Regions from separate parts of the Danio rerio genome. Here all the other regions are linked to region 1. The links are chromatin contacts, called in public HiCAR-type and Micro-C maps. All regions are on one chromosome and are shown on one strand. Each heading gives the region's core, a stretch centred on a gene start, on an enhancer-like site or on the middle of the called end of the contact. The rest is flanking DNA. Distances are from core to core; before and after follow the strand shown.

Region 1 (4,135 bases), core at 1,159-3,658:
TTTAATAGTGTGTTATTAATATTATTTCTGTCTAGTCTTACAGTTACAGACACCATTGAGGTAAAAAAAAAAAAAAAAAACACATACAGTATGTATCAGCTAGTTCATTATTATTAGTATTGATGTGAAGGTAGTAAAAATGACAGTGCTCGTACAACATTTATTAATTGAACACATTAATAAATAAAAACCGATATTAACATGAATAAAAACCTAAACATAAAATGGAAATGCATTTAATGAAGAGCAAGTTCCTGCAAAATGTCTTCACAGTCCTCTATGATGGCTATGTCTGTTGTTATGAATATATTTAGGTGTTTCAAAAAATAATTAAATAAATAAATTAAGTAACATTGCTAATTTTTTTTTGGTAAAACCAAGTATGTTTATGATGGACAAAAGTAGCAAAATGCTACGTTGTATGGTAATTACTGTGTTTAAAGGAAAAGGTTGTCTTATCCAATGAAGAGACATTTCAGCTTTCAAATAACGTATAAATCCCAATTTCCAAAAAATGTATGACTAGTTTTCTGGTCTAGGGTCACATGAAGATTCATTTCAACAGGAAAAGAGATTGTCAGGACAAAACCATTTTAAATAGATCTATTACTATTGCATTTAAATGTCATATTTTTAAGTGTATTTCATAATACAAAATATTATTTATGCAGTATAAATGATTTATGACAGGCCTGAACATGAAACGCATTTAAAACACAATTTGAAAGTTGAAATGAATTTCTGATTCACCTCCACTGCTGTCATTCGTGACCGCAAACAACACTATATTACTTCTGGATAAGATTTTTTATTTTTAATTTAGGATTTTGTTTTTGTATTAAAATGTTTCATTCATGTTTAAGCTGTTATATGTATTCACATGGCGAACAATTACTTACTTTCACAAATAGCCTTCACCACAAGCATGCACAATTCACAATTTATTTTAAAGGTGCTGTATGCAACTGTTGACTGTACTAAAACATAACAATGGTATTCATTTGACGGCTGCATGTGAACTGTCAGTAAAAAAATATATGGCCCATTTTCCAAAGAAGTCTTTTACAGTTTAGACTATGGAAAGCAGTTCGTTTTTTGGAAAGATCCACTCAATACAGCCCTAATTCTTATGTTAAAGTTTAACAGAAAAAGCAGTACATTGTCCTTTGTGTTGTTTTTTTCAATCATGATCAGGATGTGAATTCTGAATTATTTTCTTCCTGATTATTTTACAATTTCCTTTGTTTACAGTAATAATATTGTGAAACAGCATATACCGTGCATTTATGATCTTCTCTCCTGATCAAGTTAGTAATTTAATGATTGACTGGTGCATTTAAGTATTGTTTTTTATGCTTGATGGTTCTTTGAATGCTCAAAATTTTCTCACTGTCAATTATATTTTCTTTCCTCGTATACAGAAGAAGGCAAATTGTGGAATTTAAATATATATATAAATATAAAATTCAAGAATTTTTAATAAGTGTTTTTAATGGAGAGAAGATTTTTTTTTCAAAACATTTTTAAACATTTCTTTTGTATTTGCTATGATGACAGTACATACTATTTTTCAACTTTTACAAAATACTAGTATTTAGTTTTGTGTAATTTAAAGGCTTAACTATTATGTTAAGCAATATAGGGAGACTTGAAAAATGTTTAAAAGCTTTTATTTTAGCCAAACTAAACGAACTTTCTCCAAAAGAAATAAAGGGGAAATATAGATTTAAAAATTGAATAATATTGTACTAACATTGAATTTAAATGTTAAATTATGTCTGCATGCAAAATTTAATCTAATTATTTGGTCACTATTTCAATGTACAATTCACACTAACAAACCATTAACTAAGACATTTAGCTCAATAAACAAATAATTAGCTGCTTATTAATAGTTAATAAGGTAGTAGTTGGGTTGAGGTTTTGGGTAGGATTAGGGATGTCAAATAAGATCATACTATACTTTATGTGTTAATAAACAGTTATTAGCTTAATAAAAAGCAGTAAATGGTGTGAATTGTTACTTAAAATAAAGTGTTACCAAATATTTGATTTAACTCTTTTAATTCCTTTTTAAATAATAAAATGCATGCAGTCATACTGTATAAATAACAAATGAACTAGAGTTGATTATTGATCCATCAGCAAAACAGTTATTATTCATATGTCTTTATATCTTCTGATATGGATCACGTTTCACACGTGGTCATCACCAAAACAAATATTTTCTTTGTTTCCTCATTAAAAGTGTTTCCTGGGTTAAACATCAATCCACCATACCTATATAAAGAGCTGCAGGGATTTGTTAATTTACAGGCTGAAAGACCCCTCAACAGAAGATCAGTCGTATTCATTTCTTCACAGTAACCGTGCAGAGTTTGTGTCCTTTGCTAATTAACAGAGCAAGAAGTCAACTTAAAAAAAGTAGAAAGAGGAAAGTTTGAAAGTAAATCTTTAAGATGTCCTGCTGTGTGGTGTATCCGCTGCTGTTTCTCCTGTTCAGCTGTGTCTGTATGTCTGAGGTCCAGCAGCAGGAGCACAGAAACAAGACTGAGAACACTGAGCATTTGGATGTGGAGGAAAGCGACGCCGCTTTAACTTCTGCTGAGTTTCAAGATGAGCAGCTCAGGAAAAAAGGTAACCCCCCCGACCATTTCACAGTATGTTATGGAGCCCTGCACCAGACGAAAAAAAAGATGCACATAACTGTTTAATTTGTTCCCTTGATTTACCTACTCATGCACGTGATTTACTAATTTGTACCCTTGTTCTTGTACGTCAACTACAATCAACTTGATTGTCCTTTACCATCAAAAATCAAAATACAACTATTGTTAGAATGTTACAGATTTACCTGTGAAAGTGTTAAAATATACATTTACGAGGTAAATGTTTTAGTAGTGACAGTTTTAGGGTGAGAAAAAATATTGCAAAACTTTCTGAAAATGTAAAATAAGAATTACACTAACTACACTATTACTAGAAATGTGTAAGTTAAATATTATACAATTTGGATGTGCTAATTTCAGAAAAATAAAAAAATAAACATTTCCAAGACATCAAACAATGTCCATATACATTCAAAAAAGCATATGTTGACTTTTTTTATGTAACTTTTTTTTATGTCAATAGGTTCAATGTTCAACATTAAAGAAAGAATATGTATTTTAGTGAACTTACAAAACAAAAAGATTAAAGCTAAATGATGGTATACACAACATAGTATTACAAGTGAGTACATTACATTAATGATTCAAATGTTGTCACAGCCTCAATGTAAATGCATAAAAAGAGAAAAACCTCTATTGTGTGTCCATATTCGGGAAACTTTCTATGCACTTTCTCAATTTGTTCTGTAATATTCATCTTTTGATTTCCATATAATGAGCGATTGCTGTGGTTTAAATCTACCTTCTCAGTTTTTTTTTTTTTTTTTTTTAAATTAGGGCATGTGTAGATATTAGTCCACCTATTGACCAAAATGTGGTACTTCAGAAGGAACACAACTTTCTTTCATTCATTTTAATTAAGCGAGCTGTTTAAATTTGAAAACTTACCTTTTCTATTTTTTTTTTCCAACACAACTCCTTTGGTTTTAATACACAAATATAAATGAATTGTCTAATTTAAATATAGTTGCAGACTTTGGACCAACAAAAGCCATAATCCATTTTTTGTGTACACATATGTGTATGTGTGTGTATGTGTGTGTATGTGTGTGTGTGTGTGCTCATGTGATTCCATATTCATTGGCAATACTTTGCCCCACCTTTAGTCATATACATCAGTGGTTCCCAACCTTTTATTGCCCGAGACCCCTTTTTATGCTGGAAAAAATTGTAAGGTCCCCGCTTGATTTCAAACAAATGTTTTTTTTTTTTTTTCTTTCTATATCTAGAAATGTTTATGCACAAATAATAGCCTAATGTAAAATATAAAAGCAAAACATCAGCAGGCCATTTGTATTGGGTACACCCTGCAGAATTGGTGATGAGTCATCAGCAAATGTCATATTAATTTGAACTGCCTCACACATTCATTAGCAAGAACTTTGGTGCAGATAATGCATGGTGCTGGGTCAGAGACTCAATGCTTTGAGAAAATGGAATAAAACCAGTAACTATTAGTAACCAGT
Region 2 (4,135 bases), core at 748-3,247, 210 kb before region 1:
AAAAAACATTTTACAGGTAACTTTTATTCTAAATCTTGTACCTTATTCTAGAAGCAAAAAATTACCAATAAAAAGATGTGAGGGACCAAAAATGGCCCATATTTAAGTAATTTGAATACTAGTTTGGCTAATGCTGATATCCATGAATTTTTAATCAAATGTATTTTGTTTTACAAGAGAGGCTAGACAAATCATGAAGCTCTTTAATTAGATTTTTTACTAGATTTTTTATTATTCAATAATTTTTATTATTTATAGAGTTTTTTATTATTCAAATATCCAAATTATGACTGAGGACAATTGAATGTGCTGGCCAGATTGTTATTTGCAGAAAAAAAAAAAAAAAAAACAACAGACTACAGTTTTTCATTTAAAACTTTAACAGATTCCTATTTTTTCTTATGATATATGATGTAATAAATTTGTGACTAAAAGTAATTATTTATTCATCTTTATCTATTCTAAATATTTTATATTTTGGTATGTTAAAAAGTGTGTTACAACAGTCCGACAAGCTAATACAGCTAAAAATAGTGCTTAAAATGTCATTAAAATGCAGTATTTAAATCTCTGAATGAAATAGAAAATGAGGCAAAAAGGTCCACATTTTGAGAAAAAGGATCCAGCCCATTGCACAGGCGGGCACGAGCCTGCATGTGGTCCAGAATCTTAGTATTTTGTTCAATGAGGCATGCAGAAGCTTCTCCAGCAGATGTCGCCAAACTGCAGCAAAGCCGACAACTTTTACTCATTAATTTATTTTTCCGCTTAGTCCCTTTATCAATCATGGGTCACCACAGCGGAATGAGCCGCCAATTTATCCAGCATATGTTTTACCCAGCGGATGCCCTTCCAGCTGCAACCCGTCACTGGGAAACACCCATACAATCCCATTCGGACAAATACACTACAGACAATTTAGCTTACCCAATAAGCTATATGCACACAGACTTTTCTTTAAAAATCAGCATGAAGATCTGCCTGTTAGATATACGATATGAAGTGGGTCTCAGATAAGACAACGAGCACTGCAGTGAGTTCCATTTGCCCCTACCATGACTTTAAAATATGACAGTTTATTTTACCACAGTGTTTTCAAAGGAATTTCTGCACTAGCCTGTTACTACTGACAGTGCTAGTGGTTACAGCGGGGTTTCATCTCGTTTTAAGCTTGAACAACCAAACAACCATCATGAATTACAATTCAACATCGATTCTGTAAAAACAACCTCGTGAAATTGAAATAGTCATATTAGGCTTTCACCAGAAGTTTATCGTTGGCTTTATACACGAACATGCAAACTCCACACAGAAATGCCAACTGACCCAGCCGAGGCTCAAACCACCTACCTTCTTGCTGTGAGGCGATCGCGCTACCCACTGCACCACCGTGACGCCCCACAACTTTCACTACAATAACTTAATAAAAACATAAAACATAGAACTTTTGTAGAAATGTAATTGTCTAATTTGGCATTAGCGCTTGCATTCAGTCAACAGAGTAAAGAATCATTAAAATATAGTTTTAAAAATCTCACACAATCATTAACGCAGCAATGAACGTAATCAACATTGATTAAACAAACAAAAACTGATAATGAATAGCTTTTTATTGTATTTAGAAAGTCAACAACCAGCCAAAAAGCATAACAACAAAAGCTAGCCTATCTTGTTGTCTTATCAGTGCACAGGCAAGACGACAACATATCGTTTTTGAGTGCATGTCAATAGATTAGACCAAGCTTTCACTATGGTGATACATAAATATTTGGTTGGAAAACAGCAGATTTTAGAAATCAGCATCATATTAAGTAATAATCAGAAAATCACAAAAAAATGTGTGAAAATAAGCTTAATCTGTGCTTCAGCTTTGGTCATTTCTGTTGTCAAACTTCACTGTGTGTAAAGTTTAACTAGAGTCTGTGGTAGACTAACCTACATGCTGAGGGACTGTGCTGATTTGACAGTGACCTGTGCTTCACTTTGTGTTCGGACATGTTGGTCATCATCATCATGTCAAAGTCTAAATCAGGCAAATAAATACACAACAGCAAAAACGTGACATCCCGTATTCACTAAAAACCTTGAACATTCAGCATTTCCCAGTAATGCCTTAAAACCTCCCCAAAAGTGGCTGCTTTTAGCTTCTCTTAGCTAAAAATATTTGCTAAATATTTTTTTTTTCCTAATAAAATAGGTCAGACAGAATCTGCAGACATTTTTTAGTAAATAGAGTGAGAATGTGGTAAAATATGAAAACATGGTAAAATTCAGGTGGATTTCTGGATTGCTTTTCAAAACACTGCCGTTGGGTTTAGGAAAGGGGGTGGGCAGGTCAATCGGTTCTATTGAAAATAGATGATGTCACACAGGTTCAACCGCGCATACCGGTTGCAAAAAAAAAAGTGATGGGCAGTAGGATGCCTATAATCGAAAGTACAAAAATAGAAAACTTAAATTTTACCATACACCACTTTGTTTTTAATGCCAACTGCAGACGTCTTTGTCTAACAGCCATCAGAAGAGCTGAATGGAGTGAGGACCGCAGTTCTCATGTTACATCAGTTAAATTCATGCTATGCTGAATCATACACATTACTCGTTTCTGATCGCAGCACTGATTTCAGCAAAGACAGTTAAATTTGGTTAATTAAACTGCAGACACTTAGATTGTTTACAATGAAATGTAAAAATGTAAGTTCACATACCCTGCTGTACAGGTGCAGTTTGCTGTCAGAATGCAGTTGTTTTGCTTGATGATTACCCAGGCCTTGTAAAGCTCTGTCTTTTTTCCTTGTCTTTGGCTAGGCAGAACCTCGGTTTTTAGCACTACAAAGTTTTGAATCTGGTAATCATGGAACATTATTTCTTACACATAACTACACAGTGGATCAGTTGGTTAGTCAGTAATTCATTCAATCAGTCGACAGCGCCCTCTAGTGGACTTATGCGATAAGAGCGGGCACAAATGACACTTGCCAGAGAAATTTAAGATCTGAAGAAGCATACGCATTGGCCTCTGGCAAATTCACGAAAACAAAAACTGCAAAAAAAAAAAAAAAAACATAGCTCCCGAGACTTATTTGGCTCTCTCCAGAAATGTATATAGGGGTATGTAATCGGAATGAGCCTGCATTGGCAGATTTTTGAGCCATCACTCTTTTTTGCTTATGAAAATGAGCGTAAATATGTATTTCTTCAGTTTTTGCATTACATTAAGTAATATTACAGTATAATTTGCAAATGTTCAGTGGTGGAAAGAGTACTGAAAAATCATACTCAAGTAAAAGGGCTATTACTTGCCTAAAAATGTAGTGCAAGTAGAGTAAAAGCATCTGTTGAAAAAATTACTCAAAGTATTTATAAAAAGTAGCCCTTTTAAAAATACTCAAGATTAGTGAGTATTACGCTGTAAAAAGCTGAGGCATTTACATGTAATTTGTGCATGTGCGTGTAAACGTAACATTCTGTAGTGCATTTAGTTAATGCCCAGCAGGCACACAACATCATAAGACGTTAATATTAGGTTAGATTTAGGTTGTGATGTCAGATTTCAGCATAATTTAATGTCTAGCCAGCGTCTAAGGATAACATTATTTTGATGTCAAATAATGACATCAAATGACGTTGATATTTAGTCGATTTTAGGTTGGAAAGTGATCAAATTCCAATATCGAGCCAACATCTTAAACTAACGTAATATTGACGTGAAATACTGACATTTATTCATCAGGTGTGACAACCAAAATCCAACGTCTGATAGATGTCATAGTGGTATCATCCACACAACTTCAAGCTGTAACATCATTAGACGTTGATATTTGGTTGGTTTTAGGTTGGACATTGAGGTTGGCCTGACGCTAAGTTCTGAAATCAATCAATTTTCATTTCCAAACAAAATGCAACATCCCCATGACGTTAGGGTACGTTAGGGTCTTCTGCCTGCTGGGTGTTTAAGGCCTTTTCGGTCATCCCAGTAAACATCCGTCATCTTCTCATCAGTGACACGCATCTGAACAGTCTCTGGGTCAATGCTTGTAAAGATTTTGGACATCTTCTTGGAAACTTATAATGCTTCCTAACTGTTTGCTGCAAGTATAAAGTGCACGTCTTGAGGTTGTTAATTATGATGTGA
Region 3 (4,135 bases), core at 608-3,107, 160 kb before region 1:
TCGAACCTCCTGTATTTTTTCCTTTTCTTTTTTTTTATTAATGTCAGGGTAACATGAACAACATCATACAAATCTGTAACAAAGAGTGTACAAACGTTTTACAGAGAAGTAAAACATCAAATAAGCACATACAATACAAAAAACAACAACAAATGATTTAAAAATCGTGTTAAGAGAATTAAAAAAGGAAAATAAGACAGTTCCAATAGCTTAGATTTTTAGAGGAAGCTCTAATGTATAGCTACTGTTGATTTTCCTTTTCAAAAACAATAAAACAAGGTATGCGTTGAGAGAATTTATAGCGGTGTATAAGGAATTTAGCGAGGATTTAAGAACCCCCTGTATTATAGCATACTATATTATTATTCGTCACCTCACGTTCCTGCGTACTCTCTTCGTCACTACTCAGTCCGTGCCAGTGACCCTTTGACGCCGGGTTCACGCGTGCACGTGGTTTGCAGGCAGCCTGCTGTTGTTGCTCGGAATCTTTGAGCGCGTAAAAAGATAGCTTTTTTTCTTACCCAGCCGTTGTTTGCGTCAAATATCGCTTCGCAACGGCTAATCTTATTTGTATTACTAATTTTGACCCACTGTTGTTATTTAACATGAATACTGCGGGGTTTTACTCCAGTTCTCTCACGTCTTCTCTTATCACAGTTTTGCCACCCACACAGTCCCTCGGTGTCAGTTTAAAGAGATCCTTTTCCTCACGTCCCTTTATCGGTTAGTTTTCCCCATTTCCTCTTCACATAGGCCTACAGATAAACGCTTCATCATTGTGTCGTTCGACTGACTGTCGAGTCCTTATGAAAATGCAAATACTTCCCTGAAGGAGAATGGGCCTCTGCTGGGATTTCACTGAGATTGAGGGGATTCCTCGCCTTCATTTTTCACCTTGTTGGAGTCTATTGTCATTGATGTTGGGCGCCCGCTGCTTCAGAGGTAAGATCCATTTACCTTAAATATAGGTGAATGTTAGCTCTTTTTCTTTTTCCTATTCCCCCCACCCCCCCCAAAAAAAGAATTTTTTTTATATGAAATCAAAGGAATGATTCTGTAGGTCTATTTTTATCCATCCATCCATCAATCAATTTTCTTTCTTTCTTTCTTTCTTTCTTTCTTTCTTTCTTTCTTTCTTTCTTTCTTCTTTCTTTCTTTCTTTCTTTCTTTCTTATATACCCATTCATCCATCCATACATTATATACGGAATCTACTAAATAATGCCGCAGCACACACAATTAAGAAGAAATCTGAAACTGAAAAAGTGTGGTAATGTTATGATTTAGAGGTTTTTTTTTGATATTGAGATGAAATATAAAATTTTACATTGTTGATAAAGAAACATTATTAAAAATGTAATGTAGTCAATGTGAAATATATATATATATATATATATATATATATATATATATATATATATTATATATATATATATATATATATATATATATAGTCAGTGAAATACTTTTCAGTGTTTGTCAAAATAAAATTGAATATATTTAAGTTCAATATTAAGCAATGAAGGACAAATTCTCATTCATGGGGCATTTAACTGAATAAATATTATTCAATAATTCATATAAAGATTTTTTAAAATTAAATTATTAAGCAGACTGAATGTATTCAATTAATGATCTGCCAAATTGAACTTTAAAATTCCAAACGAAAAATGACTTTTTAGATTCAGAAGTTTCTATCTGCACTTGCCCTGTTTTTTTTACCCCAATTTGCAAATTTTCTTTCTTTCTTTCTTTCTTTCTTTCTTTCTTTCTTTCTTTCTTTCTTTCTTTCTTTCTTTCTTTCTTTCTTTCTTTCTTTCTTTCTTTCTTTCTTTCTTTCTTTCTATTTTATATATCCATTCATCCAACCTTTATATCTGTCCGTTTCTTTCTGTCTGTCAGCCTGTCTATCTGGTCTGTCTGTCTATAAAAATGTCTATCCATGCAGACTTGTTCCTTTTAAAAAGAAATCCCATCAGCTGATGTTCTGTGAAATGGCTCTCCAAATACAACCCTTTAAAACCATTGTTGCGATAACAGTAACTTTTGCACAAATCCGTGAGCGTTTTTCTGTCCGACTTTCAGGAAATGATAGTGTGCACACAAAAGGCTGTATTTTGCTTTCAGATCTGACTTCCTCCATCTCTCCCATAAGTGTTTCAAAGCTTTGTCAGATAGCTTGTTTGATGTTGAACTATATGTGAAGCCCTGATATGTGAATGTAGAGTAGTCTGTCATGCGATATCGTACAAACTGCTCTGAATGAGCCATATGCACTTACTTGACTTTTGACCTTTAATCCTGATTAATGCTGGCATCGTACCATAGTATAGTGTGATGTGGTTATGGCTTTACGAGGGGGACATGACGTCTTTTTGAAGGTCTGCTTTGAGCTCAGCTGTTCTGGGGTCCTTAGGGATGAGGCCAGATGCCACACTAAGCCCGTTTTAATTTGGATAATTTGATGTCGGCCTCTGTGAGATTGACGAATGTGCTGTCATATGAGGTGGAGAGAAGCTGCACCATTGTGACAATGCCCATTTATCTGTCTGCCAGAACAGACAGGCTGGTCACTAACAGAGTCCGGCTATCTCAGGACAGCTGGTGACACTGTAGTGCATTTTGCTTAAATTCTTATTTTACAGTTTTATTCCTTCAAAAATTAGATGACAGCTGATGTAGCTGATGGATGAAATATTATGAGCTATCATTATGAACTTGCATGACATAACTACATGAGCTCCATCAGGCTGTGACAGAGCATGTGACGGTTATTATAGGTTAGATTTTGATTAATTGATTTAGATAGACTAATTGTATATATATTAACTAATTATACAAACTAATCAAATTAATTTGTTACAACATTGTGTTTGATTGAAGTTATGTCAATGGAGTGTGAATGTTTATTGCTCACACTGTTACGAGTGTGATATTGCGTTTATACAACAGTAATGATGTATATAAAAGAGAAAATCAAAGGTGGAGAGTCTCAAAAATCCTATGATGCGAGGATCCGCCATTCCTTCACATCTGCAGCTGACGTCAGCACAACAGAATCTGTTACTAATTCACCAACGTCACTTTAAAGCTAGTATTTGATTGATTCTCTAGCGTAACATCTAAAGTGATGACAAAGCAGGTGATTTTGCTGACATTTTAAGATTATAAGGCTGAACGGCATGAAATGCCATCAGTCTAGAGACAGTCTAGAGAAGTCTAGAGAAGCACTTTAGCAGCATCTAGAACAGCAGCCTGTAAGTACATTTAAGATTTGTTTCAGTTGTTGTGTATGGTTTGAGGACTTGTTTCCAGCTGTTTGTGTAAAGTTGTAGGACATTTAAACTTGCTTTCAGTTGTGTATAATACTAGAAGTTGTTTAGCCACTGTTTCCTTGGTTACTATAAGAGCTTGTGTAGCGAACGCAGACGCGGTTTCGCGTCGTCCGCCTCAGTTTCGGCCCTTGTTTTGACTCGGGAGGCGTGTCCAAACGCCAGGTAACCACTATATAGTGAGCACGGTAGCATTAGTCGGCAGGAGAAGCACTTTAGCAGCATCTAGAACAGCAGCCTGTAAGTACATTTAAGATTTGTTTCAGTTGTTGTGTATGGTTTGAGGACTTGTTTCCAGCTGTTTGTGTAAAGTTGTAGGACATTTAAACTTGCTTTCAGTTGTGTATACTAGAAGTTGTTTAGCCACTGTTTCCTTGGTTACTATAAGAGCTTGTGTAGCGAACGCAGACGCGGTTTCGCGTCGTCCGCCTCAGTTTCGGCCCTTGTTTTGACTCGGGAGGCGTGTCCAAACGCCAGGTAACCACTATATAGTGAGCACGGTAGCATTAGTCGGCAGGAGAAGCACTTTAGCAGCATCTAGAACAGCAGCCTGTAAGTACATTTAAGATTTGTTTCAGTTGTTGTGTATGGTTTGAGGACTTGTTTCCAGCTGTTTGTGTAAAGTTGTAGGACATTTAAACTTGCTTTCAGTTGTGTATAATACTAGAAGTTGTTTAGCCACTGTTTCCTTGGTTACTATAAGAGCTTGTGTAGCGAACGCAGACGCGGTTTCGCGTCGTCCGCCTCAGTTTCGGCCCTTGTTTTGACTCGGGAGGCGTGTCCAAACGCCAGGTAACCACTAT

What was found. A called contact is a pair of places that touch in the nucleus more often than the background predicts. HiCAR-type assays count read pairs that join an accessible place to other places.
Region 2: a Micro-C map of caudal fin shows a contact between it and region 1, with 5 times the contacts expected there. The contact joins the enhancer-like site here to the promoter of LOC137487480 in region 1. A contact is called at or near these places in 2 of 18 Hi-C or Micro-C datasets (caudal fin and embryo).
Region 3: a contact with region 1 is called in a HiCAR-type map of caudal fin, with 10 times the contacts expected there. The contact joins the promoter of LOC141378646 here to the promoter of LOC137487480 in region 1. A contact is called at or near these places in 9 of 18 Hi-C or Micro-C datasets (caudal fin, embryo, fibroblasts and 4 more) and 1 of 4 datasets of contacts at active chromatin or transcription factors (caudal fin).

The regions. Positions count from the first base shown.
Region 1 is chr2:42,588,991-42,593,125 of GRCz12tu, reverse strand. LOC137487480 (complement C1q-like protein 2) reads left to right here and starts at 2,408. Exons shown (of 3, transcript XM_073928746.1): 1 at 2,408-2,637. The coding sequence starts at 2,460. All of the region lies in intron 1 of LOC141378646, which reads left to right.
Region 2 is chr2:42,796,928-42,801,062 of GRCz12tu, reverse strand. No RefSeq gene overlaps it. Among named protein-coding and RNA genes, the nearest start is that of slc25a36a, 12 kb to the right of the region's middle. Within about 2 kb of position 1,997, at least 4 of the 62 cell types and tissues checked have an H3K27ac peak or open chromatin away from gene starts, as enhancers often do.
Region 3 is chr2:42,751,110-42,755,244 of GRCz12tu, reverse strand. LOC141378646 reads left to right here and starts at 1,857. Exons shown (of 4, transcript XM_073928690.1): 1 at 1,857-4,135. It also overlaps a transcript of spsb4a not described here.